2 separate regions of the Mus musculus genome follow, and region 2 is linked to region 1. A link is a contact called in public Hi-C data. All regions are on one chromosome and are shown on one strand. The core of a region is the stretch at or near the end of the contact, and the rest is flanking DNA. Distances in the headings are between cores, read along the strand shown.

Region 1 (7,653 bases), core at 2,720-5,219:
CTTTAGGGTTCAAATATAATGTGAATGATGGATTATGAATCCTTGTACTCTTTTGAAAGCGAAAATAACATAAAAGCCTCTTGGGATTTTTTTTTTCTTTACCAAATAATTCACTCAACAAACTCTTCTAAAGGCGGGCTGTGCCCAGGGTTGTGTAAGGAGATACATAGCTCCCTCTAGGCCTCTGTAAAAAAGGCTTAGGCCCAGCTCACAAAGAAAGCAAAGAGAGTATGTAAGAGGACCCAGGGGAGATGTAGGCCCTATCCCAGAGGAGGTGAAAAGATTGTATCTTGACGTATGAACTGGGATTTCACGGATGGCACAGTGTAGATAAGCTATGATCTGAACAAGTTTGTGCTTCACCTCCTACCACGAGAGCATAGAGAGACCCGCCAACCCAAGGCACTTAGCAATAAAAGGAACCCAGTGATAGTTATAGTATAACTGGTATAAACCGCAACACCTGAAGGAACCAACCACATGGCCACCTGACTCCATGCTAAGGTTTTAGAGGTATGAAGAATGGGCTCCAGTCCCATTTCATATACACTGAAATCATGGATGAAATGGTTGATGAAAATGGCACCCTGGGAGAAGAAATTGCCTGACCTAGTTGTCAGCTTCCTCCAGCCCTCCTGAACACTGACATAGCATCTTGGAAACAGTGTTCAAGATAGGAAGGTGTGCATCCCCATCACTATCCTCCAGCCAGTGTGGAAGCAACACAAGACTTCCCAAACTACTCAGACATCCAACTCCACACACCTGGGAACACTGCCTTAGTTCTTAGCATTTCTCCTTGATATCAGTTCACTTCTTTGGTTAAAGGCTGCCCCTTCTCTTGAAGGGGAGTATTTGGGAAAGTCTTGAGAGTATAAGAGCAAATCCAATTGGTTCTAAGACACAATTGATACTTTTATCCTTAAAGTATGGTAATGATATGCTATAAGCCACGAGCACCATGCAAGAGTCATAGATGCTGGGAATGGTGTTGTTAATATGGAGAAGATGCCGCTAAAATGGAGAGCTGGAACCAGATCACGAAGTACATTGAATGCCATCTTCAATGAGTTTGGACTCACCCAGCTGGCAATAGTGAGCCTATGGTGCTTACTGTTCAAAAGGATATTTGATTATGTGGTTCTTTGGGTGTGGGGGGCAGGGGGAATGGGAAAAAACTAAATAAGATCAGGGAACACAGCAGCCATGAAAGCAATTTCCCCATTTAGTTTTATGGTTTCTACTTACTTGTCCTTGTTAATGCTATCTGTTCCCTACCATACCCCAATGCCATCATCAAAGAATTGTATCTCAGTGGACACATTTCAAAAGCTTCAAGTCCAGCCCAATCCCAGCCAAGGTTGCCCTGGAAACCTTGAACACACCACAGCCAGTCCAGGCTCATTGGGCATAAGATACAAGCTTCTGTATTCTGAGCATCCTATCATGAAAAGTCCCTGAAGACTTGTTCTCCCTGTGGAAGAGTATATTGTCTTGTCTCCTTCCATGAGCTCTCATCCTGACTGACGCTGCCTGGGGCCCAAGTCAAAGCCAAGAAACTAATGCAAAGATGGCAGCATGACCTTTTGAGCTATTCTGAGCATTAATAAAGGACAGGCTTGAAAGATAAGAGTCTCTGTGTCATCAGATATCTCTGAACAAGTTTGTACTCAAAAGGATTCCTGCAGGTGATTGAGCAGTTGTATCTGACCAATGAGTTGCTGGCTCTTTGGCCTCAGACCCTATTCCCTCAGCTGTAGAATGGTAGTTGCAGAAGTCCTTTCTCTCAGGGGGAACAGGGCAGTAATGATGCTTGGCCCGGTGCCAGATACCAGGACCTACTCAGCAGACACTGTAAACTACCATAGTTACTGTCAGCTCATGAGAGGCAATGGCTGAGTTCTGTGCTTCCTGTTCCTTCTGTGTGTGACCCTAAACCGGGAACACAGGGCAGTACAAGTCCCACAGACAAATGACTGGCCGCTAATGGTATTTAATCTAACTTTGGGGTGGGGGGGCGGGGGGGGTGAATCCCAAGAAGTAAAGAGGCAAGGCCAAGACCACATGTGAAGATTCAGGGAGGCTTGGGTTGGAACCATCCCCTCTGAGGCCTAGCCATGATTTTGGTTCTCCCGTTGGCACTGTTCCTCTTTCTGTCCCTAAGTAACACCCAAGACCTCAGGCTGTCTCATTCCCTGAGCCTTGTCAGTTGTAAGTTCAGACCACTGACTGCCCAGACATCCTGTATGGATCGCAACACTACAAGCTGACAGTGTTGCTGAAATCCACCTTCTGTATTAGGGAGGTGACAGGCAGAGAGTAAAAATCAGAGATCCCAGTCTTTCAACCAGTAAAGCTCAGAACTAAACCTGGGAGGGGGTGGTCCTAAGACTGTAGACAGCACCGGTCAGCTGTGGAGGCCTACTGAGAGGAGGCACAGTACAAACAGAGACATGGTGGTGACAACAAGTCTGTACAGCCTGGGCTGCAGGCAGCAGAAGAGGGGTGGAGGTGGTGGGGGTGGATCAGAAAGTCTCCTGGAGCAGACAGTGGCCTTCTTCTGGCATCCAGACTTGACTAGGTTTTCTCCAGGTTGAAGAGCTTGGCGAAAGGGAGGATGGGAGGCTATGCGGGGAGGATGGGAGGCTATGCAAAGGAAAGGAGGTACCTTTGCTGAGGCAAACAGGTGTGACCCTGCTGGGGTGGGGTGTGGTCACTGGAGGAGAGAGAGCTAGGTGTGTGACACTTAGGCTAACGAGGCAGGAAGATCACGAGTTCAAGTCTGGGAGTTGGGGAGATGACTCAGCAGATTAGAGCTCTTGCTGATCTCCCAGAGGACCTATGCTCTCCTCCCAGCAACCAGCATAGGGCAGCACCTAACAGCCTCTAATTCCAGTTCCTGTCTTTTGAACTCCTTGGGCAAACACACACACACACAAGCACGCACGCACGAAGTGGGGGAGGAGCAGGAGGGGGAGAAAGAGGAAACGAAATATTTGGTTTTTTTGTTTTTTTTTTTTAAGGAGTTCAAGGCTATCCCCAGCTACTTGGTGAGTTAGAGACTATTCTAGGCTATATAAGGACAAGTCTCAAAGAAAGAGAGAAAAATTAGATACTGACCCAGAGTCTGAGATGAGCCAGTGACTTCTGGAAGCTTCAGAGTCCTCACCTGTACAGTGGACATAATGCCGGCTTTCCAAGTTTCTTTATGAAATGAGACACATGCACGACTATATCCTGACTCAGTGCTACTCTTTATATTCACCTCATAAAACTCCCTCCCTCAATAAAATTTTTTAAATGAGCATATTTTTACTTATGCTCCCAGAAGCACTAAGAATCTATCTCATGATTAGTCATACGCCATAACAATACAATTAATAATAATGTTAATTACTGCTGATTGAAGGCACTAAGTGCTTAATATGTATAATCTATAGCTAATCTAACCCTCGGAGCGTATCTAAAGATAAGTATCATTACTCCCATTTTATGGGTGAGGATAATGAGACAGAGAAGTTAGGAAATGTACACAGGTCACCCGCTGGGTAGGGATAGGTCTGGCCTTTGAGAAGAAAAAAAAAAGTGCATCTACAAAAAGGTCAGAGTAGAGTGAGGAATGCCCTGAGTTTGGAGTTCATGTTGGTCTTGGCGATCTCCCTCTGTTTCTTTCTCAGAAAGAAAGCAAACATTTTAAGTGTCCACGGAGAGAGGGGCAGCCTTACAGATGAGGAAGAAGGGTCCGAGCTCAGGCTCCCCCAGCCGCCCAGGACCGTGGCTGTCCTGCGCAGGTCCCTGCGCTGCCCCTTCCCACCGTGGGTGGCTCCCAGCGGCAGGGAATCACATTATCTGTTGGGAAGGCGTCCAACACCCTCCTCCCGCCAGCCAGTGTTTGCTCAAGGCCTAGCTCTTCAGAAACTGAAACCAGCAGCCCGAGCTGCCAGCCTGAGGACGCCCGCGGGCTCTGCCCAGGCTTTACCTTCTATGGGGAGGCCCGCGGAGGGCGGAGCGAGCCGGCGCCGCTGACGTGGCCGCCCTGCCCTCGCCCCGGGCGCCCGCCTCCTCCGCGCCGGGTGTGGGAGCGCGGGGCTGGGAGAGCGAGGTGCGCGGGCGTGGGAGCGCAGGAGCAGCCGGCGTCTGGTGCGGGAGGCTGGGGTGGCGAAGCGCGGGCGGGGCAGGCGGTGGCGGCCGGAGAGCCCGGGGCGAGCAGTGGAGGGCAGGAGAGTAGGGCGTGAGTCTTAGAGCTAGGAGAGGAGAAAGAAAATAATGTCTGGTCATTATGTTTGGCGACAGGGACCGAACCTAGTACCCAAGAAGCGCTCAGGACATGTTGACAGTGGTACTGTCCTTGCCCATCCGATAGGGGGACAGTGTGCCCTATGAGTTTATGAACTTTCTTCCTTCACAGTGTTTAGGCACAGACTGAAGGAGATCAGGCGATCCGAGAGGGTGTAAAGGATGAGAATGGATAGGGACTCAAACTTGCTGTCTCCCAACACTGATGTGATGACCTCAGAAAGCTTGAGCGGGACAGTAGCTGAATTAGAATCCAGAAGGCAAACTTAGAAAAGCACTTTGTAAACCACTGACTTAAGACAAAGGTCTCTTTCACCTTCAGAGTTCCTTCAGCTACGTCCTCTTACTAGCAAAGCAAATAAACCCACAATTTGCTTCCTAAATAATTAATCAAAACCCAGAAGTCACTCAACACATTTTCAGTAAATATTCACTGGAAATGTCTAAGTACCAGTTGTGGCCAAGTGCTATGCTGGGCACTCAGGGGGTGGCAAAGGAGACGAACAAAGGCTATGTCCTCATGCATTACCCAAACTGTTGGACACAGAAATCGAACAACTCAGATACTGACATCCAACTAACCAAAGATACAGGTGTGTCTACAGTAGACAGATAATGTTTTCAGTCAAAAGTAAATAAAGGTGTCTTTCTCTTCTGTGGCCTCATAAGTAGAGAGAGAATCTTGCCTCTGTACATGAGCTAGAGAGAGAGGGGGGAGAGAGAGAAAGAGATAGAGAGAGTATTAATTCTGTTATGGATCTAGCAAGTCCAAGTTCCTGAGATTAGCAGCATAAGGCTGCGTGGAGAAAGCCTACAGGAAGAGCCCATGGCTTGCTTCCTGTTTATGTGTCCCTCCTCACAAGAAACTCCTAACAGATGGCCCCCACTCAGTTCTCAGTGAGTGAGTGTCTAAGAGGATGACCTTTGAAACCAGGTTTCAAGAGTTGACTTCAAGGCCTGTCTTAGCAGACCTCTAACCACGGGCCAAGTACTTAACCTCTGTGTGCCTATGCTCCTATTCTGTGAAGTGTTATGGATAATACCTAGTCCACAGAATTCTAGGCATTAGAGACGGTGCTTTAAGCAGGTGGCAGGGATTCGGTGTGTGCGCAGCAGTGCTTTGGTGCTCTCTGCCTAGAGAAACCTTCCTCCCCCTTTCTCTTCTGGGAGAGTGTGTATTTATAGTCCAATGTCACCTCCTTTCTGGAACCTCCCTTGCTTTATTGGCAAGGTAATTGGATGCTTTGTCTTCTATGTTCCCATCTCTTTCATAGTACCTTAGAGGACCCTTCATGCTCCAATTAGGTTGTCTAATGTGGTGTGTTTTCCTTCTTTATTCGACTACAAGTTCTTAAAGAGTGGGGACTATCTACAATTTGCCCCATCTCTAAGAAACCAGGCAGTCCCCAGAGCAGGGTGAGCTCTTGACACTCTCTTGAGTGAGTGGGTGGATGGGTGAGTGGGTGGGTGGATGGGTGAGGGGGTGGGTGGATGGGTGAGGGGGTGGGTGGATGGGTGAGGGGGTGGGTGGATGGGTGAGGGGGTGGGTGGATGGGTGAGTGGGTGGGTGAATGGGTGAGTGGGTGGGTGGAGGGTGAATGAGTGGGTGGATGGGTGAGGGGGTGGGTGGATGGGTGAGGGGGTGAGTGGGTGGGTAAGAGGGTGGGTGGATGGGTGAGGGGGTGGGTGGATGGGTGAGGGGGTGAGTGGGTGGGTAAGAGGGTGGGTGGATGGGTGAGTGGGTAGGTGGATTGGTGCTGATGGATGGATGATAGGTGAAGTAATCCTCCCAGGACTGTGAAATTCGAGTCCAGAGTCTGTGTTTAGTTTATGTGGAGAATATCGCATTTTTGAGTTTCTGTTTTGCCATCTGGATCTTGGAATAAAAGCACTGTATTTGGGGGTCAGAAGTTTAGGGCAGATGTATACATACATGACAGCACACAGATGTATACATACATGTATACATACATGACAGCACACAGGAAAGACTGCAGAGGAGTCAGTGTTTGTACTCTAGCCCCAGCTCTACCCCTTGTTAACAGGATGGTCTTTGACCAATCTTGACCTTGTTATAATGGGGAAGGCAGAACACACTCATGACCTGTTGAGAAAATCAAGAGATATTCTTTGTAAAAAGCCTGGGGTGCAGAACATATATATATTCAGAAATTAAACTTGCCTCCCTTCCACACCTACCCCCTTTGTCTGTTCTCCAGACACATAGGCCTGGACGCTCAGTACCCAAGACAGCTGTTCAGATGCCATATTTTGCTCAGAGTGACTAATGCCCCTTAAGCCAAGGTTGGAAAGCTGACTCCCGAACCAAGTTTAAACTTGAGTGCTGAGTTAGAAGCAGGGAATGCGGCTGACTGGTTGATTTAATTAATAAGGACACTTTTGAAAGAGAGCCCTTTTAAAACCAACAAACATTCCAAGGAAATTGAAAGCAAGAGCTAATCCATGATTTCATGTGTAGGTTTCTCGTGTGACTGAGAGAGTCCTTATGTAAAAATATGAATAATAAATCGTCCAAAGCCCACGTGAGCATTTTTTTCAAACTCTTAAGAGCAGTGGTTAGAATTGGCTTTGGAATCAATTAGCCAGTTAATTGGGGTACTATGTTGTAACAAATCTTAACTGTCCTTCTACTACACTATAGTATATTCTAATAAACTATTCAAAATCCTCCAAGTATACTTATCAGTTACTACTGGACCTAGAATATTAGCACATCACACATGAAGCCCCCCAGTCATCCCCCACCTTCTTACTCTGATTTCGAAAAGGCTGAAATGGGGGCACCGAGGGCCTTGGGCCTGAGCTTACCCATGGCTCAGCCAGGGAACATTTGGCAGGAGAACTCAAAGGGGAAACCTGAGAGTGCAGGACCTGAGAGATGTCCTCCAAGACGTAGGGATCTTATTAGCAAAGCCAAGCGCCCTGCCAAGGAGGGCATGTGTCTGAATACCCAAAGAAAATAGGATACAACTCACTTTAATGTCAGCACCTCCAAAACTTGGGGGGGCTACTTGCATTTCTGCCTTTTTCTTTTTTAACTCCCCAGCCCATATCTTGACCAATGCACGTTTCTGTAGCTCTCTCCTGAAAATTGCCTTAGAAGCCCCTGACAGAGAACAGTTCCCCTCCTTTCCCCTATATGCTTAATGGTACACAGTGTTCCCATTGGGATCTCGCTTCAAGACAATGAATGATGTGCTGTCCTTCTTCTCTCATCTCCCCAAGCTTCCTCTTTTTCTCTGCATTCATGGAGAAGTAATTGGTCCATGCTAAACCACAAGGGCTTGCCGAGCTCTGTGAGCTACAGACCTGGGAAAGCTTCCCCACCATCCAGAC
Region 2 (7,653 bases), core at 3,363-5,862, 520 kb before region 1:
CAACAGCTCTCTGATTAAATGTGAGACATGTTCAACAAGAGGGAATCCATGCCTAATACCAGAAATTACTCACTACTAGTAAAGTCATTGTTGTTGGATGAGAAATTACAACCATTAATTTACTAAATCAACATAATCCCTAACAACAGTCAATAAGCATATCTCCTTATATCCATAGAAAAATGTAGTCTTAACCCCACAACAAGGAAACTTCTCATTACAACTAACAAAGAAAACCAAAACAAATCAAAAAGCAAAGTATGGAGTCTGGTCTCAAGGGATAGATCTACAAACACTCACATATGCCTAAGGCTCAGGGAATATTGGAAAAATGGGGGTGAAAAGATTGTGAGAGCCAGAGGCTCAGGGAGTTTACTATGAGACTGTGTCTCCTAGTAACATCAGTAGCTAAATAGATAAAGTCTCACCAACATGACTGTCCAAGCATGAGCTAAACAAGGACAATGCCAACAGACAAGCCAAAGTGAACAAGCAAACACCTATGCGGCTTCAGTCCTACACAAAGAACTATAAGCAATTGAAGAAAGCTAAGAGAAAGATGTGGTCTTCCCCAGCAAATAAAACATCAACTGGTCAGCCCTGAAAATATACATATAAGTTATATATATATATATATATATATATATATATATATATATATATGCAATAAGTATTAGTGAAAAAGAGGCCTTGAATTTAGAGAGAGAGGAGTGATATATGGAAGAATAAATGGTGTAATATTTGAAAAAATAAAATTAAAAAGTATAAAAAATAAAATAGACCACATTGTTCATTTAAAGAGATGTTTCTCATATTTTAGGGAGATGAGAAGTTTAATGAATTCAAAGAATCTTCTTTTTGAAATTACTCATTAATTATGATACCATTCCCCCTTCCCTTTCCTCTCTCCAAGCCCTCCCTGATACCCTCCTTTGCTCTTCTTCAAATTCATGGTCTTTTTTCATTAATTGTTGTTATGTGCTCAGACTGAATAATGGTATTGTATATATGTATGTACGTACGTATGTATGTATGCATGTATGTATGTTTTCAGAACTGATCTTTTGGCCTTAAACAACTAATTGACTGATGTGCTGTCCCCTGGGGAAGACTAACCTTTCTTACTTTCTGTTTCATGTTGGTTACAAAAGAGTTAGGGTGCAGTCACTGGTGGAAATGAAGAGCTCATCAAAACCCTAAAAAGTCACGAGAGATAAAGGAACATAAAGGGGGAAATGAAGCCAGTGAAGCCAAGGAAACCCACACCGAATAAACAGAAGTGAAGGATACAATATAAACTTAAAATGAAAACAAGGGTCAAGTCAGATACTACAAGATTACACAGAAAAAGAATGGCATCAATGTCACAACTTACTAAAAAGAGAAAATTCAAAATAGCCTTAGAAGTAAAGTAAATACTTCCAGCATATATTTTTCAATCTGATAGTTCTTTTTTCTAAAATATATTCATAAAAACTATGATATAACTTTTAAATGTTAAAATTAGTTTTAGAATTATTTTTATTAATTTTATTTATGTATATGTGTGTGTGTGTGTGTGTGTGTGTGTGTGTGTGTGTGCTTGTATGTGTGTGTGTATCTACAGATCTTATAGAGTTACAGGAGCTTGTGATCTGTCCATCACAGGGTGCTAGGAACGTAACATGGGTCCTCTACAAAAGCAGAGCAAGCTCACAGCTACTGAGCAACGTCTGCAGCTTCTATTTCTTTACTTTTATCATTGTGCACTCAACGAATATAATGTTTGGGTAGACATGAGGGTGGGCATTTAGCACAGCACATATGTAAAGCTCGGGAGAAAGCTTTTCTTCACTTTGTGTGCATTCTGGGGACTCATTCAGACCTTTAGCATTGCACATCAAACAGTTTCACCCTCTGAGGCACTTCACTGGTCTTGACAGACAACATTTTTAAATGTTACACATTCAAGCACTGGCTAGGCAAAGACAGGTGACCCTGGGGACTCACTGCCAGGCCGACACTTGGCAGTCAGCTGAGCCTAATCAGTGAACTCTAGCCCAAAGAGACTTTGTTTCCAAAAAGGTAAGGAGGATGGAACCTAGTATATCATAGGAGGTTGACCTCTGGTCTTTACTCACGTGTGCACACATACTCACACGAACCGTCACACTTGCTCACAACACATTCACAAACACAGAAAATATATAAGAATAATAACTCGCAAAAATGAAAAAAACATAAATAATTATTCTGAAATATGATATTGTCCTTCTAGTACTTTGAAGAATTGTGTAAATGATAAAAATGAATTATAATTACCTCTACTGTGGAATTAAACAGCATGAATATAGTTGGACAATTTCTACATATTTGTATAGGAGAAAGGAAAAAAGCATTTTATAGGCAGGCACTAAATGGTGTAAGTGGTACTTAATAAAGAGCTTCACTGGGAAAAGCCCTGAAAATTAACAACCTAATCAGAAACCTTGGAAAATCATGAAAAACTGAAAGATTAGAATGAGGTTGAGAAGAAAACTCAGTGAGTCAATGTGAAAACATGATGAGCAAAAGAGAGGAAGCAGAGATGAAAGCTAAAAGTAACAAATGTCATAGAAGGAAACGGGAGCTATTACCACAGAGAAGGCAAACATTGACAGAAAAAGAAAGCCAAAGGATAACATGAGCAAGACTATGCAGTTGTGGAAACTTAGACGAAAGTACAATTTCACAGAAAAACAAAATTTACCAGAACAACACTAGAAACCTTTAGTGGGGCTATTAGTACTAGAGCAACTGAGTAAATAGTTTAAGCCAACCTTCCAATAATATTTTAGAAGTCCCTGTGGTTGTACCAGAAAGTCTAACATTCACTGAACTGGCCCCTCTGAAGTACTCTGGACTCCAGAATAGCTCCTTACTTTATTGCTAAAGCTAAGATAAGATGTAACAAAATTCAAACAACAGCACTACAGCAAATAGAAAACATAGGCTGTGCTCACAAACGTCGACATGACATGCAATGAATTCAATTTTTTACGTGCAAAAAAATACATATGAGCAACATTCAAGGATGCTTGAGTGACAGAAGACATATGAGTGTGTTACCACATTATTTTATTAAAGGGAAGAAAAATGATCTCTACATATTGCAGACCGTTCAATATTACTTCAAGACAAAAATTCACAAGGAAGTAAGAGAGAACAAGAATGGAAGCACAGAGGCTGAGTTTCACTCCCAGAGGGTCTGAGAGGGACAGGCATCCTTACTGTCTACAGGGAGATATAGCTGGACCACACAGCAGGAAGATGGTTAAGGGTAAAAGCATCCTGAAAGAGAATAAGTAAGGATCTATGGCATTGCAAGTCAGCCCTCGGCTCCTTCTCAACCCAGATCCCAGAGCTCTGGCTGCCAGGGTATAAGGACTGAAGATTAGTTTTGTGGGGATCTCATCAAAGCAAAGCAAACAACAAAACAACATATCCTATGCACATAGACAAATAAACCAAAATAGTAACAACATAAGGTTAATCCAGATTGGAAAGTTCACAGGTTCCAGGGTTGAACTACCACTATCCTTGTATACTATCTACATGGCTATCAAATTTCCCTCTAAATTCATTTCTGTCTATCCATCGATTAGTGCAGCCCTCAGCCCTTACCAGGGAAACTTCTTTGGGCAGTGGATCGTGGTAGATGGTGCAGAAACTCACTTCTGGCCAAAGTATAAAAGAGGAAGTGTCAATGGAGTATCCATCTACAAATGAGACAAGAGAGGGAGGAAGAGAGTGAGGGGAAAGGTAGGGAAGAAAGGGGAGAGAAAAAAGAGGGGGAAGGGAGGGAAAGAGAGACAGTGGGGGTAGCTTGAAGCATGGGAAGACTACATTGAAAAGGGCCTCTGCATATGCAGGGACCACAGTGCTCCTGAGCTCATGCCATGGGTGCTGCCTGCCCAAGATCAAGCCAGTCAATATTCTAGGACAGAGAGTGAAGGGCTTCTAAGCCCAACACCTAAGGATATGGGGGCAACACATTATGAGTTATATTTTCTAAACAAAGTTGGGGTGGATAGGGAGGCAGAAGAAGATCGGAGAGGAGTTAGGGAGAGGGATTGGGGGTGAATAGGATCAATACATTGTATGAAATTCTCAAAGACTTAATAAAAAAATCATATTATTTTAAAGTAAGGCTAATTGAAAGGAGCCTTGTTAGTGCAGTAGGTAGTGCGCCAGTCTCATAGAGGTAAAGATAACTGAGAAAGCAGAAAGGAGAGCCCAGCCAGTTTAGTCTAGTTGGAGGGGTCAAATGAAGGAATCGGAGCAAAGCTTAATAGCGGGCACCTGCTGTGTTTTCCTAGACAGGTAGAGAGTGAGGAAAAAAAAAAAAAGACCAAACACACTTGTAGTTCTTGAAGAACCTGAAGCAGCTTCAGCAAAAAGAAGGGGGCAGGGGGTGCTTCTTGCTCTCCAGATACACTCAGAGCAAAGCAACCTCAGAAGAATAAGCCAGCCCAGTTCCAGGGGCCTGGTCTTTCTCCGGAATTTCTCCAGCAAGACTATGAAAAGAAAGCCAGCCACAGTGCTGCATAATTTATGCACAGTTCACTGCACTGACAGGGCCAGGCCCCACTCTCAAGGGAAACCTTTTGTTCTCTGCTTGGGGAATGTAGAACCTGGAGAGTCTCAATTGAGCAAGCCAGTGAACAACAGAATAATTAGAGGTAAGGATGGGGATAAATTACCAAGATATTCCTGGCTGCAGCCTCTGGTACTTCACAGGCCTGTGATGGGTCTGTGTTGTTCAAGGCATACAAAAGACTGAATTAGCAGCATTGAAGATATTGCTCTAGGGGAGATATAATGACTGGGGCTGGACCACTAATGACATCAGCAAAGAGACAAGAGGGGCTTCTTTGGGAAGAAATAGCACTGCACCGACTGCGGCTGCTTGTGTTAGGGAGCTTTCAGGATGCACGCTTGTTACTACTGGCTCTGCACTTCATCAACACTTGCTGACAGGTTCCTGACAGAGCAAAATAATATAAGCACAGGGCAATATTGAGTTGCCTTTTCAGTTAGACTTGCTGGTAACAGTTCAAATGTGGTCATGACTACATAAAAAAGCTGAGGTAGTTTTCCCATGCTCTCAGAGAAAGACATCTCACTGTCAAAAACAAAAGATCAGAAGTTATTACCGAATAGTCCAAAATCTGGATGAAATCCTCTCAGTTTATGGATTTGGATTTGCCATAAAATAAAACAAAACAAAACAAAAATGATGCTAATGTGGGGTAATATGAAACACAGGGGACAGGCTGAGAAGGGTGGAATCCCTATGCAAGGCACTGTGCAGAGTCTGGTTGTGGAGGCTACTAAACCTCACAAGAACCTTAAGAAGATATTGTACTGTAGCCCCATGTGACAGGAAAGGACACAGAGGCTCAGCAAGGTGGGACAGGTCACTTGAATTAATTAGGAAAGAGTAAGGCAGACCCTGAAACCTTGTTCTAATCAAATAAAGTCTTTTTGAGAACCAGAAAGATGCATCAGTGGGTAAAGGGACTTGCTGCCAAGCCTGACAACCCAAATTCCATTTCTGGAATCCACAAGGTAAAAGAGAGAGCCCATTCTATGGCTTATTCTCTGATCCATATGCATACCATGGCACATATGTGCCTGAACACACACACACACACACACACACACACACACACACACACGACACATATGCTATCAAGTTGACTCTTGTTAATTGGATGTTCACTCAGGATCATCAAGGAAAATTACTTCATAAGACACTACAAAAGCAAAACCTGACATGGAAAAGAGAAGAGTAATTTTGATGTTCTGTTTGTTTTTCCATTGCTTACCTCCTTTGTGTCTTCTTTTGTCTGTATGCATCTGTGCATGTAAAACACATAGTGGGGATTGAGCCCTCCTCCTAGAATGTCCCAATCTACTGCTTTACCCCTTCTATTCTTCTTAACAAAAAGAAAATAAGATGTCTCAGTTCACTGAGACATTTTTTACAGAGAAGCATTCGGGTAAAACTTAAGGTATTCAGGAAGGAGAAACACACTATAGCCATGGATAACAATGAGACGCTCCCTGGAGGGGAAATTGGCTCTCCCACTTTTCAGGATGCCATTACTTTCAGGGACTCTTTGAAAATTCTATACCAGTGCTCTGAAGTGTGGCTTAATGTCTTCTGAGCATTTTTTGTTTCTCTCAACCTTCATGCTTAAGAATACCTAACTGTCTTCCTTAAACCCAACTTTGTTTCAGTTAAATAAAAAAGGAAACGAATATTTATTTTCAGAGTTTAGTTATAAAGGCAATGTATTAAGATTTAAGAATAAACAGTAAAAAGCAACCATGGAAAGGCAAATGGCTTCAAGGACACTCAGAGCAATCTGGCATTAAAAAATGCCGAAAGGTGGCTGGAGAGATGGAATAGCAGTTAACAGCACTCACTGTTCTTCCAGAGGATCCAGGGTTGGTTCCTGGGAGAAGAGGGAGGTGGTGTGGGTTAAGGTGAGGCCGGTGATCCATATGTGCAAAAGTTAGAAGCAAAACAACACAATACATACAACCCACATCTCAAGGTGTAAAACCTCCCTGCTGAGTTCTTCACACGTAGAGAAGATACTGGTTTCCTCCTTCCTCCTCTCTCCCCTGCCTATAATAAATACCTATGCATATCTTTTAAGCACTTTTATACACCAAATAGGTAGATGCCATCATTTGTCTTAATACTTTTTCTGTTGCTATGATAAATTCTTTGACAAAAGTAACTAAAAGATGAAAGGGCTTATTTTGGCTCACAGTTCAAGGAAAAGTTCATCCGCAAGCAGGAACTTGAGGCAGCAGAGAACTCTGAGCTCTGGCATTTAGCTTTGTCCTTTCTATGGAATCTGGGATCAAAGATCAGGATATGGTGCCATACGTTTTTAGGGTGTGCCTTCTCCTATGGAGGAGACTAGTCCAGTCCCACACAGGCACAGGTGAGGCCAACGACTAACCTAATCTAGACAATCCCTCATGGGGTTCCCAGATATCGCCTTAGAGGTAGTCCTAGATCTTGTCAACTTGATCATCAATATTAATACTCGCATGCTTTGTTGATCTCTGAGAGGCCAGCAGAAGAGAGAAATCTGCAAGTGACTCAATCACAGATCTAACAAATACTGCGCTGGGTAAGTACAATGAAAGCAATGTGTAGGCTGTGTGAACATAGCCTCAGAGCGTGTGGAGAGGTAAGAGTCTCTCTCTCTCTCTACCCTAGACCTCTTCAGGAAGGAGCAGACCTACAAGGTCAAGGATTTCCACTGAAGGCTCATGGCTGTGCTCAGTAATGGAAGCCATTCTTGAAACCTCCAGCTGTGCTCCATAGGTTTGCCATGTTTTTAGATCCTCTCCTGCAGGAACTGAAGTTCACAGCTCAGTAACCGAGGCTTGCAATGGCTTCCTGAATCAGAAGCTGCCTGCAGTGACCATCTAGAGATTTATCACTCCAAATCCTTGTCTTCAGGGTCCTATATTCTACTTCTTCTACAGGGTCTGTCCTAGCATGCTGGTTACTGACACTGAGGCAGGTTCACAGACATCACCATGCCCCAGTATGATCCCCAGAAACTGAGAACACACATCACTTTTTAGCCCAAAGAGAATTTA

What was found. Hi-C and Micro-C count contacts between places; a contact is called where the count stands out from the background.
Region 2: a contact with region 1 is called in a Hi-C map of uterus, with 5 times the contacts expected there. The contact joins two enhancer-like sites. A contact is called at or near these places in 3 of 484 Hi-C or Micro-C datasets (bone marrow-derived macrophages and uterus) and 7 of 115 datasets of contacts at active chromatin or transcription factors (T-cell acute lymphoblastic leukemia, bone marrow-derived macrophages, craniofacial prominence and 3 more).

The regions. Positions count from the first base shown.
Region 1 is chr4:95,157,782-95,165,434 of GRCm38.p6, reverse strand. Junos (a long non-coding RNA gene) reads right to left here. Exons shown (of 5, transcript XR_867920.3): 4 at 3,980-4,244. Among named protein-coding and RNA genes, the nearest start is that of Gm12708, 32 kb to the left of the region's middle. Within about 2 kb of position 3,969, at least 294 of the 459 cell types and tissues checked have an H3K27ac peak or open chromatin away from gene starts, as enhancers often do. A contact at or near this core is called in bone marrow-derived macrophages, embryonic stem cells and uterus, where this site is marked.
Region 2 is chr4:95,681,895-95,689,547 of GRCm38.p6, reverse strand. All of the region lies in intron 5 of Fggy (FGGY carbohydrate kinase domain containing), which reads right to left. Among named protein-coding and RNA genes, the nearest start is that of Fggy, 130 kb to the right of the region's middle. Within about 2 kb of position 4,612, at least 93 of the 459 cell types and tissues checked have an H3K27ac peak or open chromatin away from gene starts, as enhancers often do. A contact at or near this core is called in bone marrow-derived macrophages, embryonic stem cells and uterus, where this site is marked.